2 separate regions of the Mus musculus genome follow, and region 2 is linked to region 1. The links are chromatin contacts, called in public Hi-C maps. All regions are on one chromosome and are shown on one strand. Each heading gives the region's core, a stretch centred on a gene start, on an enhancer-like site or on the middle of the called end of the contact. The rest is flanking DNA. Distances are from core to core; before and after follow the strand shown.

Region 1 (2,674 bases), core at 51-2,550:
ACCTGCAAAAGGCCCAAGAAAGCCAACATTAGCAGTCCACAAACTGAAACACCACGCCGAGAGTTGTGTGCCTTTCCTTTTGTGCTTCTCAAAGTCCACCACACGGACGGGGAGCCAGCTCCGGCTGCTGTTAGGGTGAGGATGGGGCAGCGCCTCTTCCCGCAAAGCCATCTTTCCTGCTCTGCATTCCCGCTCACAGTAATAGACTCCTCGAACTGAACCTTCTGCTTTCTTTCCTACAGGGCCATGCCTGCCATTCCAGCGCCTGGGACAATGAGGCAGGGGGACCAGTTCAGGGTCATTCACGGCTCCAGAAACTCCAAGGATGACCGGATGTGGCAGTAACTGTGTCAGAGATGCACAAAATCCTAAGTATTGCAGACTAAGATGAAGTTAATCGTCAATGAAGCAACAGAAGCATCAAAAAAGAACTAGGGGAGGGGGGAGTAAAGAAAAGCAAAAGATTAAGCAGTGCCAGTCGGCTTCAGCAACAAGGCGGGGGCTGACTCGGGCAGCAGCGGACGCCGAGCAGCTGGGATCTCTCTGTGTAGCCCTGGCTGTCCTGGAACTCACTCTCTGTAGACCAGGTTGGCCTCGAACTCAGAAATCCGCCTGCCTCTGCTTCCCGAGTGCTGGGATTAAAGGCGTGCGCCACCACCGCCCCGCGCCGGCTTGTGATTTATTTAGCAATTCAGTTATGTTCAATTATTTTTGAGATAGTGTCACTTTCGGCCTAGGTCTGCAGTCAGTCCTTCTGCTTCGGGCCCCATAGTGCTGGAATGAATGACACCATGACGGCCATGTCGGTTGCATTTAGTCTAATCCAACTTCTACTCCGTCTGACCCTCAGTTTCCCGACTCAGACAGGGCAAGGGATGTCTTCTCACTTTTGCCCTGAGTTGGAGGAGCCATTGGCCTGACAAAGAGCCCAGAGCAGCCAGGCCCGCACCCCGGGTGGGCCACTGACGCCCCCTGGTGGCACAGCAACCACATCCCGGCCGTCGCCACAGGGCTGGGGCCGGCCTCCCCATCTTTTCTCCGGGCAGCGGCCATCTTGGTGAGGTCACCGTTATGGAGTTTAGCGTTTATCTTCCGTTTTTGTTCACCAATATCTGAGATGGGCCGATAACGTGTTATTCTTGAAAACATTTTGCTTGGAAAGAAGGAGAGCTGGCAACACTGGTTTAGTATTTTGGCTCAGAGAAAAACTCCTACAGACTCTACCAAGATGGCGGCATTCGAGAACGTCATGAGTAGAGCGCCACCGAAAGTTGAGTACGCAGGCGCGGCGACGTCATTGACACGCGACCGAGCCGGTGCCGGGGGAAGAGGTAGGAACGGCTGTGGCGCGGGCGGAGCCGGGTTGCGGGGCACGCTGGGCGGGCGCGGCTCGGCCTGGGGGTCCTGCCGGCGGGAAGGCGGAACTGGAGATGGGGTGCCCGGTGGTGGGTGCTCCCAGCGCGCAGGCGCAGAAGCTCGCGGGGAGTTCAGCCAGTTTCCGGCCCAGGTCGAGCCGGGAGGGCTTCCTGGAGGAGGAGGAGTAGGAGTTTTCTGTCACTTTCCTCCTGCCGCGCGGCCTGGCAGTCATGGGGAACCACGTAGGCACTTTTCGAAGGGGATTATTTAGAGTCCTGGGCTCATTTTGTAGTCTAGGCTGCCTCGAACTCAGTGTAATTCTCCTACTTCAGCATTGCTAAGTGCTGGAATCACAGGCGTGGGCCCACGATGCCCGGCCTCGGACCCTAGGTAGGTCCGGAAACTGAGGTGGTGGTGCGGATCTGATCAGGTCCCTAGTGAGGAGGGTCCTTTGCTGTCCGTGCTCGCGGACTCCTTAATGCCCCCAACTTGCTGATGACGATGGTTTGTTAAATGACATATATACAGTAGACATTCAGTCAGGAAGATTCTGAGTTCCAGGATAGCCTGGGCAAGATACCGAGGCTCTTTCTGGATACAAATGACTCCGGATACCCACTCCACACCCACACACCCACAACGCCACCACCAAATGCCTTAAAGAGAAATTTCCGGTCTGGGAACGTCAGGAGCTCTTGGTCGGCCTTCTCTGGTGCTACACCTGAACTGGTTTCTTTCTTTCTTTCTTTCTTTCTTTCTTTCTTTCTTCCTTTCTTTCTTTCTTTCTTTCTTTCTTTCTTTCTTTCTTTCTTTCTTTCTTTCTTTCTTTCTTTCTTTCTTTCTTTCTTTCTTTCTTTCTTTCTTTCTTTCTTTCTTTCTTTCTTTCTTTCAAGATTTATTTATTATATGTGTGTACACTGTAGCTGTCTTCAGACACTCCAGAAGAGGGCATCAGATTTTTGTTACGGATGGTTGTGAGCCACCATGTGGTTGCTGGGATTTGAACTCAGGACCTTTGGAAGAGCAGTCAGTGCTCTTAACCACTGAGCCATCTCACCAGCACCCTGGTTTGTTTCTTGAGGGATGCTCTGTATGGCCTAGGCTGGCCTGGAGCTTAGAGGTATCCACCTGTCCCAGCGTGGCAGCCATGCCTCTAGTCCCAGCCAGCCTTGCCCTGAAGTTTCAGCAGGAGTTTATTGGGTTAGAAGAGAAACATGAGCCCAGCATAATGCTGCATGCCTGTCATCCTGCTGAGGCAGGAGGATGGAAAGTTTCAGGCTGGGTGTGAGGTCCTGAGGGCAGGGCTGGTGGGTGTATT
Region 2 (2,674 bases), core at 48-2,547, 730 kb after region 1:
GAAATCTCTATTCTTCCTGCTCCATCCATCAAGGATCCTGTTGCTTCCAACTTCAGTCCCCTTCATCCCCCACTCCTTCCTGTATCAGACAAGCTCTGACCAGGCTAATGGTGGCAGATGACACCAACTCCTCTTACCACGCAGGGCTCCCATCAGCTAAAGAAAATAATCTACTTATCTGGTCCTTAATATATTTTGCAGTGTCGGGGATCAAACCCAGAGCTTTGAATGCGCTGGTCAAAGTGTTTACGACTGAGCTAAAGCCCCAGCTCTTCTCTCGAGATTTGAGTTTCAATGTGCAGACCAAACTGGCCTTCAATTTCTTGTCTCTTGAGAAGAGAGGATTAGAGTATTGCGCCACCAAGCCCACATACTCCTTTACGTATTCACAGGCTAAAAACCACATTACACTGAGCAGGGACCTGGATGGATTCTGCTTTTAATTCCAACTCTCAGAAGGCAGAGAGGTTTGAGACCATCCCGGTCTACACAGCGAGTTCCAATATAGCCAGGGTTACATCCCGGGACCTTATCTCAGAAGTAGAAAAGAGCCTTTTCCTGCCCGGGATCATTATACATCACAACACCTCCCGGCGGGAGACACCGGCCTCCCTTTTCCATCGAACCCCGCAGGCCGGGAGGTCTACGGCGGCTCTTTGTCATGTACCTTCCCGCGTTGCCCTCTCTAGGCCCCTCCAACCCCTCTAGGGTCCCGCAACACCTTTCTTTCCCTTCAGCTGCATCTCAGGTTCTTCCATAGTGAAGGCAGCCAGCAGAGCCCAGAAACCGGAAGCGGAAGTCGGGAGGTTGAGACGTTTAAACGTTCAGGTATGGGTTCTGGCGTCCTGTGCGCTGGCTCCTCTTACGAGGTAACTTCTATTCAGACACGAGATAGACGGAAGGAGGCAGTCCTATGCGAGCGTGTCGGGAGGATAGAGATTTCTTGATGTTATAGTATGCCTCGTCAAGGACTCCCTGCTACACGTACAGATAATTCTCAGGGACCAGGGCAGGGAAATTGTTATGGACAAAGTAACAATAATATTCGGTCTCTTTAAATTTGACAAGTCCCGCCCATGTGTCTCCGCCCCGTGGGGCAAATGCTCCGCCCTCCCACCGTCTGTGGATCCGATTGGGGCAGACAGGAGGGGGCGGTGCATGGGGCGGGGAAGCGCACGCGCAATAAAATCTTCAGCGAGTCTAAGGCTCCTTCAGCCCTTTAGGAAGGATAGCGTGCGCATGCGCCACTGTACCCATTGGCCTCAGCGGAAGCCACGCTCCTCCCTCCAGTCTTAAAGCGCTAGAAGCAGCTTCGGGTTTTTATTTTTTATTTTTTGGTACTTTTGCAGGGCAAGGGTGCGCAGGCGCAGTGGAGGAGTTTTCCAGTAGGAGTAGTCGTCGCGTATTAAGTTGCTGCTCTATGTCCCAGGAGAGGAAGCTAGAGAACTGAGCGTCTGGTCACCAACTTGCTCTTTACGAGATCTACTGAACCAGAAAAGTTTGTGAACAGAGCTTCCTGAGTTTTGGAAGACCAAGGCTGGCAGCGTAGGGACACAGAGGAGGCTGGAGGGAGGTGAGTGGATCTTACACGTCGCATCTTTTGTTGAGTCCTAAGTCATTTTGGGGGATTCCGGCCCAAATAACCACAGTGGGACATTGATAAGTTTGACATTAGTATCTCTCTATGATGTTTTCTGATATGACCTCTCTGAGGCCTTACATCTTCACCTTATTAACGAGGGAATGAGGCTCAGCTTAGTCATAGACTAGGTTTTTATAGCTTGTAAGTGATTGGAACCCAGACTGCTGCCAGAACCCTCATTTTATTGCCTTGGCTTCTGGTGTTAATTTATTAACAATGATATTTATCTAAAGCCACAGTTTTCCCGGCGTCATAAAGCAAGGCTCAATATGCAGACCATGGCTGTCCTGGAATTCACTATTTAGACTAGGCTAGTCTTGAACTCAAAGGGATCTACCTGCCTCTGCCTCCCAAGTACTAGGACTAAAGGTGTGCACTATCATGCCCCACCTAACCAAGCTCCAGCCCCAGATAAGAACTCATTTATTCATTTATTTTGTGGGCAGGCTGTGCTGTGGGTTTGGTGTGGAGGTCAGAGGACAATTTACCAGGGTCAGTTTTTTCCCTCCACCCTGTGGGTTCCTGGAATCAAAATTGGGTCATCTGACTTGGTGACAAGCGCCTTTACCAACTGAGCCATCTTGGGGACCACGAGATTTGGCTAATTACTGTCATCTCTTCACTCCAGCTTCCTCCATGGAGCCCACTCAGGTTGCAGAGAACCTTGTCCCAAACCAGCAACCTCCTGTTCCTGACCTAGAGGATCCTGAGGACACCAGAGATGAGTCCCCAGAGAACTCAGACACTGTCGTCCTCAGCCTGTTCCCCTGCACCCCAGACGCTGTGAATCCTGAAGCAGATGCCAGTGCATCCTCACTGCAGGGTGAGAACCACTCTGGGCTCTGGTGAGGGAGACTGTCAAGTTCCAGACCACATCTCTGCTTTCATCACTCTTCCCCTCCACCCTCCTAGGTTATTTTTATTGTCGTGTATGTGTGTGTGTGTGTGTGTGTGTAATATGGTACATGTATGTAGAAGTATATATAAAATATATATTCCTGCTGGGCGTGGTGGCGCACGCCTTTAATTCCA

Evidence for each region. A called contact is a pair of places that touch in the nucleus more often than the background predicts.
Region 2: a Hi-C map of CD8 T cells shows a contact between it and region 1, with 6 times the contacts expected there. The contact joins the promoter of Rfxank here to the promoter of Ccdc124 in region 1. A contact is called at or near these places in 1 of 39 promoter capture datasets (pre-B cells), 1 of 484 Hi-C or Micro-C datasets (CD8 T cells) and 1 of 115 datasets of contacts at active chromatin or transcription factors (memory CD8 T cells).

The regions. Positions count from the first base shown.
Region 1 is chr8:70,872,116-70,874,789 of GRCm38.p6, reverse strand. It overlaps Ccdc124 (coiled-coil domain containing 124), which reads left to right and starts at 1,300. Exons shown (of 5, transcript NM_026964.3): 1 at 1,300-1,331.
Region 2 is chr8:70,137,820-70,140,493 of GRCm38.p6, reverse strand. It overlaps Rfxank (regulatory factor X-associated ankyrin-containing protein), which reads left to right and starts at 1,297. Exons shown (of 9, transcript NM_011266.2): 1 at 1,297-1,573; 2 at 2,271-2,465. The coding sequence starts at 2,279. It overlaps Gm45929 (predicted gene, 45929), which reads right to left and starts at 995. Exons shown (of 9, transcript NM_001310055.1): 1 at 722-995. Borcs8 (BLOC-1 related complex subunit 8) reads right to left here and starts at 995. Exons shown (of 6, transcript NM_001145552.2): 1 at 722-995. The coding sequence starts at 758.